Regions from separate parts of the Cricetulus griseus genome. Here region 2 is linked to region 1. A link is a contact called in public Hi-C data. All regions are on one chromosome and are shown on one strand. The core of a region is the stretch at or near the end of the contact, and the rest is flanking DNA. Distances in the headings are between cores, read along the strand shown. Region 1 holds the start of LOC100768530 (immunity-related GTPase family M protein 1). Region 2 holds the start of Mgat1 (alpha-1,3-mannosyl-glycoprotein 2-beta-N-acetylglucosaminyltransferase).

Region 1 (6,666 bases), core at 970-3,469:
TGGTAGCGCATGCATTTAATCCCAGCACTCGGGAGGCAGAGTTTGGGACCAGCCTGATCTATAAAGAGCTAGTTCCAGGGCAGCCTCCAAAGCCACAGAGAAACCCTATCTCAAAAAACAAAAAAGAGCACTTTCTATTCTTGCAAAAGACCCCAGGCTCAGTCCCCAGCACCTGAATGGTGGTTTACAACTGTCCTTAACTCCAGTTCCAGGGGATCTAGCATCCTCTTCTGACCTATGAAAGCACCAGACACACACACAGTGTGCATATGCACACATGCAAAACATTTGGATACATAAAATAAATTAATCTTTTTTTAAAAAAATCTTGCTGGGGTGTGGTGGTGCATGCCTTTAATCTCACTTGAGGAGTCAGAGACAGGTGAATGTCTATGAGTTCGAGGCCAGCCTGGTCTATAGAGCAAGTTCCAGGACAGCCAGGGCTACACAGAGAGATGCTGTCTCAAAAAAACAAACAAACAAAAAAAACAAAAAGAAAAGTCTCACTATGAAGCCAAAGCTGGCCTGGAACTTGCTATTATAATACAAGGTAGAAGTCTGCAACTCAAGCTCTTCTTACCTCTGTCTCCCAACTGATTAGATTATGCATGTGTCCCCATGGCCCAGTTTACCCACGAAGCTTCTAAACATGCAACCACCTGAAGTTAACCCTCAGCCTAGCCTCGTCAGGGAGGTCTAACTCCAGACTGCCTCACCCAAATACAAACGGCATTTTCAAGGACAGGCTGCCTGTGTTCTGATTATCCTCTGTGCTCACACACTGCATCCAGCCATTATGTCATCCTGCCTTAAGGAGCCTTTCCCTGATGCCCAATCATACAAGTCCTGCTGTGTCAGCCTTGGTTCCTACCCAGGAGCAAGAGCATGAGAGGATTGGGTTGGAATTTTGGCTCACTGACATAGAAGGTTCCAGAAACTCTCCTTCTGATCTTCCTTTACTGCCCTGAGACCTTTTCCTATTTGTTCTTATGGAAATCACATAAAGAAGGCAGGACGATAGACAGCCCCTACCAGTCTCTATAGACAAAGATCGAAATCAGCCAGAGACTAGCAGTAGCCTGATTTCTCCCCAGGCCAAGGGCTTAGAGGGAAGCAAAATAGAGGGACAGCTTCTGGCTGTCACTCAAAACCTCCAGTTCATTAAACAAGAACAGGAATGAAAAGGGGGGGAGGGCAAAGTTCACACTTATTTGTCTTCTTAGCAACTCAGTCTCTTCCAGGAAGGAGAAAGCGAAAGCTACCATCATCAGTAAAGGATCACATTACTGGTCACCTGAAGGGGTGACAAAGGGCTCCCTGTGACCAGAGGTCTGTTATATTTCACAGACCTTTGGGCAATACTGAGCCCAAAAGTTGGCAGAAGTTGTGTTTAGGGCACTGGAAAGTGCCTGTGTGAGCCTCCTCCTCTCTCCCTGCCCAGCCTGTCTCGCTCCACAGTGAATATGAAACAGGCTCAGTTCTGCTTGCATGTACACCCCTGCTCCTCTTGACTCAGCTGGGCAGTGAGAACTTTCCAGTAGGTACAGAAAAGCAGCAAAGAGAATGACAGAGCTGCCCTGACCCTCTGAAAGCAACAGGGCTCCTCTTGCCTGTCCCCTTTGTCACTGTGCCTGTGCCAGTTGCTAGAAAACACTTGTGCTTTTCTTCATGAAAACAACACATGGGGGTCAGTGCTTCTATGCCAGGGTCAGAGTCTCCAATTCCTGCTTTTGCTCAGGTGTCCAACTCTAATAAACTAACTCCTGGATCTTAGGGAAAAGATATATGCCCTCTCAGCTCAGACCCACTTCCCACTCAAACACTGACTGCGAGGACTAGAGCCTGATTCCCCCACTCCCTGGTGCTCTGGCTTTCTCCTTGATGAAGACAGTGAGGTTAGGATAATCAAGTGAGCTGGCAACCACGGGAAACAATCACACAGAACTAGGTTGCAGCCCTTGTCTCCAAGCACCTAAGGGGCCAGTGTTTACAGTTCTGAAGGTTAGCATTGCCCGGGTGGTGTCCATGTAAAGAAGGAACAGGTGCAAGCACAGGGTGGCTGTCAAGGTCTCTCAGCAGACATGACAAACCCCTGACTCAAGTCCCCATCCCCCCACCTACTCCCCCACCCCCACTTATGTTGAACTCAGATCAGCCCAGCAGTGCTCTGCCCACTCTCTGACGAATACTATGTACCCTGCCCAGTCTAATCCTTCAAACCAGCTGTTTCCAGGAATTGAAACTGAAACCTACTCCCCGTCCCAGCCTTGACAAGCAGGACTCAGATATAGCAACTGCAAAAAAACAAGGTCTGCACAGATACAAGAGGCAGAAAGGCAGTAAATCCACTCACTCGGTCAGCCAGCTCCTACTCCTTCATGACAGTGTCTTAGAAGAACTCCAGACCTCTGCAACTCATCTCTGAACATCCTGGGTCTGCATTCCAGTTCTAGATCGCTCCATAGAGAACTGCTGGAGGACAGCAAGATTCTTCTGGAAGGCAGCTAACATCTGGACCCCACATAATCCCTCCTCTGGAGCCGGTAAGTAAAAGCCTCGTTAGTGCATCTTGTTCACTGCCAATCTCCCACAACTTCTGTCGTTACGAAGTGAAAAGTAGAACTATGACACCAAGTCTTGGAACCTTGTGATATGGCCTATTTTGCTTAGGCAGGGCCTCTCTCTGACTGTCTTCAGTACCACACAGCACTGCAATATCTTTGCTGCTTAAATCCATCCAAGCCACCAGCATAATCCTAGCCTGTGGGTCTTCTAATAGTGGCTAAATTTGAAGAAAGAGGGCAGAGTATGCCAGCCCGTATTCTCTTAGGATCTAAGATAGCACCTCTTCATTTCTCTACAAGAGTAAATTCTTAAGATCAGAATGGAGCATAGGCAATATCTAAGATAAATGTAAAATATGAAAAAAAAAGAGTTGTTTTTTGTCTAGACCTCAGGGTGGGTTTTAATATAAGGTACCTTAGTGACCTTTTTGTGTGACTCCATCTAAATGTCTTATTTGCATTGGAGTGGCTCTGTTTAAGGTACCAACTCATTGACTAATCTATAAATTAACTAACTTTTCAAACACTATCTTCCCGAGCAGCTGGGCTCAGTATTGTCCCCATTCACCTTGAGGAAGTTTAGCACACTTTCCAGAGATAAATAAACATCTTGAGTTTTCTCTCAGTCTTTCCTAATAGTGATCAAATAAGGAATAAGGAATAAATGAGGGTTTTAGAACACACAAGGATATTAGTTCACAAAAATCCTTGATTTTAGGTTCATTACTAGTCTACTCTGGTTCCCACATTTCCATGAGTCTTTCTGATGGAGATCCATAAAAGTTGTGTGATGTATGAACTACATAGAGCCCTACACAAAAAATAAAATAAAATAAAACCACTTGTAAATGTGCTTCATTTTGCATCAGGTAAGCCATGAAATTTATTTAGTAGGTTATAATAAGCATGTTTTCAATTTAATTAATTAATTGGAGTAGAAAATAGTAAAACTCAGTTCAGTGAATTAAATGGAATAAAGCAGTGCCAGAGTGAATTGTGTGGTACCTACCACTTCCATGCAGCTATGGACAAGTGTGTGTGAGCATGCTCTCAGTTCTGTGTCTGTTGGGAGACTCCAAAGACACTGCTCATGGGGTCTGATTCTTCTTTCCAGGCCCAGCTCCCCTCTCTAGTTATATCTACTTCTTAAGCTCCCTCCAGAATCCATAAGGATCTACATTTTTCCATGGGCATCTTAACCCTTTACAGAGGGGGTGAAATAGAGGTATAATCTGGGAAGGAACCTCAAAAAAAAGGAAGTAGAGGGCATATGAGTCTCAAAAAGAATTCTATGGGTTCTTTGCAAATACTGGTCAGTGTCCTGAGCTACCAGTACTCCGAGGCTATCCACAACAACACTCTCCTGAGTGGCTCCCAGAGGAACTTGCAGCTTTACACAGTTACCCATGGCTTGTCCACAGTGTACTTGTAATACACGGACTGCAGCAGGACACAACCATCTTAAGAGTTCCTGGATCCTGTGTGCAGCCCTGACCTGCACCACCTCCCACAGGGTCTAGTACAAGGTGTACAAGTGTGGGAAGTCCCCATCTTCAGTCACAGTGACATAAATGGTTCTGAGAAAAGCATGGTTTGCACTCATCTTCTACCCTGGTGAATAAAACTCATGGTAAAGTAAAGCAGACACAGAATGAGACCTTGGTCAATGACGGACAAGGGAGCAGAGTTACCTTGAGGACAAGACACTACTGAATTTCACACAGCTTTTTTCTGCCCCCCTCCCCATCTCCACACACCATTGCAGAATGTTCTGTCCTCCTGGACTTTGTCTGGCTTCATTCCCCTGGCTTCCAACTTTGCCTCAGAATATACCAGCCCACCATGGTGCCTATATACCCAGCTCAGGGCACCTTGACACTCTGAAGCAGGAAGCACCAGCCAGGCCAAGCCATATCATCTCAGGTCTGACGCAGCAGCAGCTGGAGGAGGACTCTGAATGGTCTCGATAGTCGCTGGCTTAAAGAGCTTGCAGTCTCTATGCAGGTGTGATAACACGTGACAGCAAGCTTTCCCATGTTCTCCCTCCCACTGAACTCTGGACCTCTTTGTGACCATTTGATGAAGCATCTTGGTCTCTTGATGAGTTCAACCCCAAAACAAGTTCCCAGTAGTTGGAGACACTGGGGGAATTTCTTTTACTACTGCAATTCAGTTGTAGGATGCACATAAAAGACAGCAGAACACATTGGTTTCCAAAATTATAAAATATGTGTCCATGTAAGGTGTAAATGGCAACTTGTGGCAGTGAATAGATCAGGGTTTCCAAGGGAAGCCCCTCAGCACACATCAAATCCTCTATTCAATAGGATTGTCTTCACTATACAGACAGAAACCTGGAGTCCCATTCCAGGGCTCAACCTTTGGATTCCTTACACTCTGGTTCTTAGACATGGTGGTATGCCCCTGTAATCCCAGCACTAGAGAGATTGAGACAGGAGGATCATAAATCTGAGGTCAGTGTGGGTTACAAAGCAAGACCCTATCTTAAAAAAATTAGAAAAAAAAAGACTATTTATTCACAATTCTTTGTTTCTTCACCCACAATCAACAATAATGAATACCACTTATCTAATAGGGTTTGAGGACTATTAAGTGAGATAAGGCATTCGAAGGACCCAACACAACTCACAGACACAGGACCTTCTTGCTGTGTGGTTAAAGTGGAAGAGTGGAGGAAGAACCCGAGGAACGGCTTCCTCGGAGACCCCAATAAAACCAGAGAGCCTCACCAAGAGAGCTGAGAGTTGTGCAGAGAACATCACACGGATCTTGTCATGAAACCATCACACAAGTCCTGGGAGGTGGGTAGCATGACTTTCTGGTGCACGAGACAGAAACCTGGAGTTCCGGGAGTGTGTCCATGTTACAAAATGCTGAGTGCCTCAAACACAGAATGGTCTCTAGGCCCATTTCCTTTTGTAGAGGATAAATCGAAGTACCAAGGCTGAATAACAAGGCAATGGCAAGCAGAACTGAGTTGTATTCAGATTCTATCCCGGGAGAGGCATATGTGAAAGAGGTGCCCAAGCCCAAGGACATTATGGAAGCTGGGAAGCTGCACTGTAGGATGTATCATGGTCATGAATGTGTTCTACAGATATAATGGGGTCTTCTAGAAAAACTTCCCCCTCAATGTAAGGACAAGGCATGTCTCCAGATGTGCCATTGGGTGTTCCTAATGTGACAGAAAGGCTCTATTAAAAAGGAAAAAAAGGCCTTGGATTTTAGAATTGTTTTAATTTATTACATTTAGTGTGTGTGTGTGTGTGTGTGTGTGTGTGTGTGTGTGTGTTTATGTGTGCTCAAGCATGCATGTGGGGGTGGTTGGATGACAAATTTCGGGAGTCAGTTCTCTCTCCATGTGGGTTCTTGGAATTGAACTCAGATCATCAGATTCAGCAGCAGGTGCCCTTAGCTACTGAGCCATCTCACTAGCCCTGGGTAATAGAATGTTTTTATTTATGATCATGCACAAGAAGAAAGTTGAATTTTCAGAGAGGATAGCATAGTCCATCCATAAGGAGCAGCTTGAGTGTTGTAACCTTGTGATCTCAACCAGTTCTTTTCTCAGTCCTGGACTACTCCCACTCATGCTTTAATTTCATTGCAAGCAACCAGCCAGCAAGAAAAATCTACTCTTGAGTCTCTCCAATAATAATGTTAACAACAGTCATGCACAGAAATGTACAAACGTAATACTGACCAAGACACCAGTGGCAGGCTACTTAGAAATTGTTTTGTCTGTTGAAGTTGATGGGAGATGAGAATATACTAGAAAAAAATGTGATCCCCAATATTTTTAAAAATGTTGTTTGAAAAAGGAAAAGGCAGGGTTGCGTTTTAGAAAGGAATAATTAAATTATACAGAGGGCTTGCAGGTCCTCACCAGCCCGTGCTTAGTGAGGAAAGCTAACCCTCAAATTTTCAGTTGTCCATCCTGCCTACTCGCTTAGACTAACCTGTGTTCCCACTGGGTGATCTGACTAACCTCTCCCATCATGCTTCAGAACTACAGGCCTTCACACAATGGCTGCACAAGCATCCTCCAGAGCAACATCTTCCCCTCTGTGAATGTGTGATC
Region 2 (7,008 bases), core at 427-2,926, 260 kb before region 1:
CGAGTTGCCAAGCTCTCTGCGATGCCCTTCCAGAGAACTCAGGACTCCTTGGCCCCAACAAGCCCAAGCCTCCCCATACCACACAGTGGTTTCTTGTTCAATACCCCCAACTACACCACACAATAGTTCTCCTGATGACTCCCTGGACAACAGGAGTATAACCCTCATCATGATTTATGCACTAGAATGCCACAGGGAGGGAGGGGGGCACAGAAATAGGAGATATATAGACCCAAGAGGGAAACAGGGACAGGATGGTACAGCTCAGGGACTGCAGGCCTGTCTCAGCTCATGATATGACAAGCAGATCCAGCAGGGAAAGGCAGGTGCTGCTAATTCCAGCTAGGATCATAGCCTTCCCAGGTTTGTGGGGGTGCCAGGTGGACACGTCGACCCCTGAACTGGAAAGTGACAACGCCCCGGTAGCCAGCTCTGGGGACACCAGACTTGAGGTCATCCATGACACCCAGGGCCTTAGCAAAGGCCTTGAAGCTGTCTCTGCTAGTGTACTGTACCCGCACCTCCCCCAGCTCCTTCTGATCATTGGTCCTCACTTTCTCCACCTGTAGCAGGGGGGCACTATAGACACGGGCAAGGAAATCCCGGTCATAAGCCTCCCGCTGCAAGTATGACAAATCCAACTGGGTGAAAGACACGAACTGCTGGTTCAGCTTGATGAACTTAAGATGCTGATCAAAGAACTGCCCATGGCTCACACCCTTACGGCCAAAGGTCATCGTTCTTGAAATTTCTGGACGAATACAGGCCCGCCCCTTCCGCTGCTCAGGTCTGCGCATCCAGTCATCCCAGAAGGCCTTGGGCCACTTGGGCTCCAGCTCTGTCCACAGCTCAGCCATCAGCAGCCAGCCAAGGCCAGGAAAAAAGTCTGTTCGATAGAGCAGCTCAGGTTTGCTTGAGTCTACCATCTGCTCCTTGCCATTGTCATTCCAAGCAGACACACACCAAAGGGAGGGGTCTGTTCTCAGCAGTGGGTAGGTGGCCTGGAAGTACTCAAAGAAGTCTGGTGCCACCTCCAGATCGTCCTCCACTACCACAGCTGCTGGGAACTTGAACTTGTTGAAGATCTGGCCCAGTGCCCAGCGGTAGTGCCTGGCGATCTTGTAGTAACCCTGGAACTTGCGGTGGTCTGGGGGCACAGCGATGTTACTCAGGTCTGGCTGCCGGATGTGTGTGACTGCACTGCCATAGGAAGCAATGACCTGTGCTGTCTCCTCGTGCCCGCAGTCCTGGCTGACAATGATGGGGAAATGCTCAGCTGAGGGCCGATAGTGCAACAACTTATCCAAGCAGCGCCGGACAGTGCTGCGGTCACAGGCAATGACCAGGATGGGGATCACGGCTGGTGAGGGGGTCGCAGGCACACGGGGCCAGGCTGGAGGGGCCACGGTGGGCACTTTCCACCTCTGTCTCCACAAAGCATGATGCTCCCTGATTTGCTGCAACAGCCCCCGCTGCCGCTCCAACTCCACCTCAGCGTCCTCAGCCAGGCGGAACACCTCACGGGTGAGGCTGGCAGGGTCATCATCGATAGCACTATCTGAGGGGGGCCTGCCAGGGGCTGGGCGTGTCCAGAAGAAGAGGAGCAGCAGGGCATTCCAGCCCACAAAGAGGATAGCACCCCAAAGCACAAGCCCTGCAGACTGCTTCTTCAGCATCCTGGCCCCCACAGGGGAGGGCAGGCAAGGGGAGGGCTCAAGGCTGCCTTTGGCTTGCCTGGCTCACTTCCCCAGTCTAAGGGTTTATTCTTCTGGGCTGGGACTAGGAAGAAGCCATGTACCTAAAGAGAGGAGAGAGAAAACCAACTGTTACTTCAAGCATGTATAATAATTCCACATGCCACAGGGAAGAGGATAGGCACAGGTGAGAAACTAAGGAAAAAGGGAAGTAAGGCAGTTGACTGCAGGGTTAGGACAGCATGCTCTTCACTTCAAATGAGCTAATGGGTCCTCAGAAAAACAATGTTAGCATGACAAGGAGGCAAGGAAAGATGCTAGTGGAACAGAACTGGGAAAAAAAAAAAAAAAGAAAGAAAAACTGCAACTCCTGGTACCTACCAGACAGATCTCACCTCGTGTCTTTCAGCCAGAGTCTATCTAGTTCAGGAGGGAGAGGTAAGACCATTTAACGCCCATTTCTCAAGTCAAGCTGCCATAGAATTACTGATTAAAAAAAAAAAAAAAATCCAGTATCATACCTGACTTAGTAAGGAAACACAGTGAGATAAAATGTTTGCCTTTCTGTGTCTGATTATTCTGTTTAATACAATGATGCCAGAAGTAAAGTCAGGCTTTTGGAGTAAACTCATGCTTATGGAGGCACTACCCAGAATACCCAAGTTATGGAATTGGCCTCAGCACCACAAAGAAGGAAAGTATTAGAGGGACACAGGGAAGGGGAAGGAGCCTGAGAGCCAGGAAGGAATGAGAAGGGAAAGTAAGACAGGGCAGTAGAGACAGCAGATACAACCAATGCAAGATATATACATCTGCACAATAGTAATGATATTGATCTTAAACGTCACACTGCCCACAATCTCAATGGTTACTAATCAGCCAATACAAGTGAAGCAACTAAGGGCCGAAGTAAAACTATCTGTTTGCTGATGCTGTGAGAGTTTCTAGAAACACAGTCATACAGTTATCAATGGTAAAAACAACTAACATACTAACACACAATGGTCTTCATATCCACAAATAATAAATAACTAGAAGTAGTAAAGAAAAATCCTATGCAAAATCCATGAAAACAAATATTTAAAAACAAACTTAAGCATTCAAAAGCCTGTGTGAAATAAAATAACAATTCCTGAAAAATAGAATACTCCAATACCCCTTTTCTTGGTAACCACACTGGACATCAAAAACTCAATAAAAATGCTTTTGTCTGGAGCTACACAAAATGTCACTAAAGCTCTCATGAAGAAGCAAACACAAGAATATTTGCAAAACTGAGTGGTGAAGAAGAGCTTCTTCAATGAGATAACAAAATAATAACCACTAAAGGTCTGCAATTAGACTGTTATAAATAGACTGACTGATGGAATAGAACAAGACTAACAATTTTACAGGAATTTGGAAAAATATAAATGTAAAATTTCATCTATATATGGATAATTTCCAATCACACCAGAAATTCAAAAAAAGTAAAAACAAAACAAACCTAAAGTGTAGGATAAAACATGGGTGCCAAGAAAGGCTTTCTAAATTTGAGTCGAAATATTAGTGCAACAAAAGCAAACTGATTATTTCCCCTTATTTGAAAAACTTTTACATGAGGAGAAACAGCACAAGGAAAAAGGACAGACTGAGCACTTCTGCAGCATCATCCACAGATACATAATACCACAATAGGGGAAGAATTTCAAATAACAGAGGAAAAGGAGGGAAAAACAAACTCTATAGAAAATGAGCCTGGAAGGGTAGCTCATAAGAAATACATACAGTCCTTACACATATCAGAAAATGCTCAACTTCAAGTATAAGCAAAATGCAAACTAAACATTACTCATGAGACTGGCAAGAAAAAAATTAAAACCTGTCTTATGTCTCTTAGTGACAACTGAAGAACCTAAGTTCTCAATTTAGGGCTGGAGAACATCAGTAAACTGGGGTGAGTGGATATGTTTGCTGTCTTGATTATTATGTTGATTATGATGATAGTTTTATATATATATATATGCATATATATATATATATAGTATATTTTAAATGCATGTGGTTTACCCTGTGCCAATTATACATCAACAAAACTTTTCCTACACAAAAAGACACTAAGGGGCTGGAGATGGCTCAGTGGTTAAGAGCACTTGTTGCTTTTGCAGAGGTTCAGATCCCAGCACTCACAAAGTTGCTCATGACCATCCACAACTCCAGTTCCGGGGGATTTGATGTCTTCTTCTAACCTCTGAAGGCACCATGAATGCATACATACAAGTAGGCAAAACACTCATACACATAAAATACAAAAATAGATCAAAAAAATTTTAAGACACTAATTCATATGCAAAGTAAAATTGATATAGACAGTAAGTTAAAGTATGAGGTATGTATGAGAGCATCCCAATCCTTAGGGAATACACACTGAAATATTTAGAGGCAAAGGTCCATGGCAGATGCCCTCAAGTAGTTCAAAATAGAAAATAGCATAACTGTACAGGCTGAATGGGGCATAACATTAATAACAGATGAATTTGAGTATCCATCCATCCAGATGTCACTCTGAAGGGCCATTTTATCCCTGAGACACCTTTGTACTATTTCCAAATAAAGTTTCTTTAAAAAAGAAAATAAGGCAATATGGACTCTATCTGCATAACTTCATCCATTAGCATTGCCCCAGCTGGGCACATTCAGTCAGAGATGACCAGTTTTACCTTGAATCCCTCAATCACATACCTGCTCCAGCCAGGCTCTTGAAGGGGGGCAAGGCACACACACACACACACACACAAAAAAAGCCATGGTCTCACTGACCCTGCATTCCTCTGCACTCACACCTAGATCTCTGTCCTAGATTACTCTCTACAAGCCCTGTAGTCTGGGTCCTGTCCTCCTAAGCCCCTGTCTACCCCAGCCATTGTTCTTCCTCCTAGAAACCAACCACCCCCAAAGTTCCAGAATGCCAGTATTCACAGAAACCTTAGGTCATTTCCACTCTGCTGTGGCATTACGTCTCTACTTCAATACACTAGAGTCTTGGGGGAGTTGTTACCAGGTTCCCCTTCACTCCCCTTCAAACCTACCTGCAAATTTTCAGGCTGGTGGCAAAACCTCAAAAAAATCACCTTCAAGTGACTTTACCTTCAAATGACTTCATTTTCTCTAGATGTTGAACTGGGTGCAATGCCCCCACTAGCATGCAGATAAAGCAAGACTGTCAGTAGGAGTTTTAGCAGGCCTAAGAACATTTAGAGTGGCCTGAGGGCTCATAGGAAAACCTCCCTCAGGCTCTTGGTTCCTTCCTGCCCTCCTCCCCAGCCTTTCCCTATGAATTCTTCACCAGCACTTGCTTGTTTTGCCCTTCTGAAGCCCTACCTGCTTCTCCACAGAGACTCATCAAGATTCCCTGTGTCATTCCCACATATTCTCCAGGGTAGGATATTCCGCTATGTCTGGATGTTAGTAGTGTATGAACACACACTGACCACCAATGATACACTCTACAGCAGTTGCCATGTCTGGCCTCGGCTGGCAGTGTAGACAAGCCCCTCCCAGGAGCACTGCTCTGAATCCTTTCAGACACCATAAGAAGGACACAGCATATATGTACATGAAGCCAGACAGCAATGCTTGCCATCATGCTGTGTTTTTCCACATCGCTAAGACTCACCTCTAAGAAGGAAACCATCATGAAATAATTCAGCAAGTTGCTTTAAGAATTGGTTGAGATAACCCACAGAGCATTTAGAACAGTGCCAGCTATACAACAAAATAGACAACAAGATAAATCTTCCTTGATGCCTTCAGATCATGATAGCCTACCTCCCCATCACCATCCACACCAGTGAAACCAGCAAGAGACAACACAAGGATGGGATCAGCTCCATGCACTGCCAAGCTATAACTTCAACATACAGATGTGCATTAAAGCCTAAAAAGTGTTTTAAGTGGGGAAACCACACATATATGCAATCCCTCCACTGCCATTTCCAATCCATAATGCACTGAAGCACAGTTTTCTAAATTCATTTGACAACAAAATCTCACAGCACCTCATTTGGTGGCATCTGATCTAATCTAATGTGAGGCTATTTATATTCTCCATCCAACTTGGGTGTCTATTCACATTTTGCTACAGAAATAAACAAGTTATACTTTGTATGATGTACCAGACTCCATAATTTCAAAGGGAAGGAAGAACTGAAAAGGAGTCAAAAGTCGATATGCTAAATAACTCAAGTGTGTAGAGAGTAAGACCTAGGAGAGAAGGGATACAGGTTATTCACCCTGGGATAAAAGATGAGAGAGAAACACAATGCTGGTACAACAAAATAATAACAGCCCACAGCCCAGCAAGAGCAAGCCCTGTAACCCCTGAACCAGTAATTTGATGAACCATTGCGTCACTTCCTCATCTGTATATAGACAAGTTGACTTTGGTCATTTCCAAGGTCCCTGATGTCTGGATGAGAATGATAACTCCCTAACGTCCTAAGTAGAAAATGAGTTTAACCTGTTGCACATGCCACAGAGTTTGAACACACTGTGGTGGAGCCTTCTGAGAAACAGGGATGCAATGCCACCATTATTAGTGACCTTCATACTAAAAGATCAAGAAGTAGTGTCTAAAAATGGGAAGACCCCAGAACCAAGGATGCTCTAGTATAGATAGTATTAAAATAGACGATAAAACGGGCCAACGATGTTCTCAAGCAAAAAAGCCATTACAGTAGCAAAGGTTTACGAAAATGAAGCTTCAGCATAAGGCTGACATGGAGACACCGATTGGGTGGGTCACAGCCCCTCTGTATCACATTTTGTAAAATGGGAGGCTCTGCACCTCTTTGGGGGGTCCCTGCTCCACACACATTAGCAAAGAGGACAGGGGAAAAAGTTTTCTTGCCAATTTACATATTTCAATATTGAGTCAAATTTTCCTTATGGCTGAGCAAAAACAAGCCCTAGTAACTTATGAAGCCTGGACTCGGGTGAGGCTTGGAGAAAGTCCACTTTCCATTCCAGTCCCCTGCTCCCTTTGGGCGACCCCACCTCTCCCCCTTCCGCATCCGCAGCGCCTTCCAGCCGAGTTTCACAACAGCACCCTTCCAGAGAAGCCGCCCTCCCTCCAGCAGCTGAAGGCCGGGAATCCTGACCGCTGAGCGCTAAGTTCCCACTTCCCCACGCGGGGGAGACTGTGCGCTGCACAGCCCCGGGTGGGACCGCCACTCTCGCCTCATCAACAGTCCGGGGCTTTCGGACACGTACCGGATTAAGACCCTACTCCCTGGCCGCGCGGCCTCCCTCGGCCGGGCTCCTTCCCCTCCCGGGA

What was found. Hi-C and Micro-C count contacts between places; a contact is called where the count stands out from the background.
Region 2: a contact with region 1 is called in a Hi-C map of liver, with 3 times the contacts expected there. The contact joins the promoter of Mgat1 here to the promoter of LOC100768530 in region 1. A contact is called at or near these places in 4 of 8 Hi-C or Micro-C datasets (the CHL-YN cell line, the CHO-K1 cell line and liver).

Annotation. Positions count from the first base shown.
Region 1 is chr7:63,516,509-63,523,174 of CriGri-PICRH-1.0, reverse strand. It overlaps LOC100768530 (immunity-related GTPase family M protein 1), which reads left to right and starts at 2,219. Exons shown (of 2, transcript XM_027427676.2): 1 at 2,219-2,543.
Region 2 is chr7:63,774,409-63,781,416 of CriGri-PICRH-1.0, reverse strand. Mgat1 (alpha-1,3-mannosyl-glycoprotein 2-beta-N-acetylglucosaminyltransferase) reads right to left here and starts at 1,676. Exons shown (of 1, transcript NM_001243980.1): 1 at 333-1,676. The coding sequence starts at 1,676. The coding sequence ends at 333.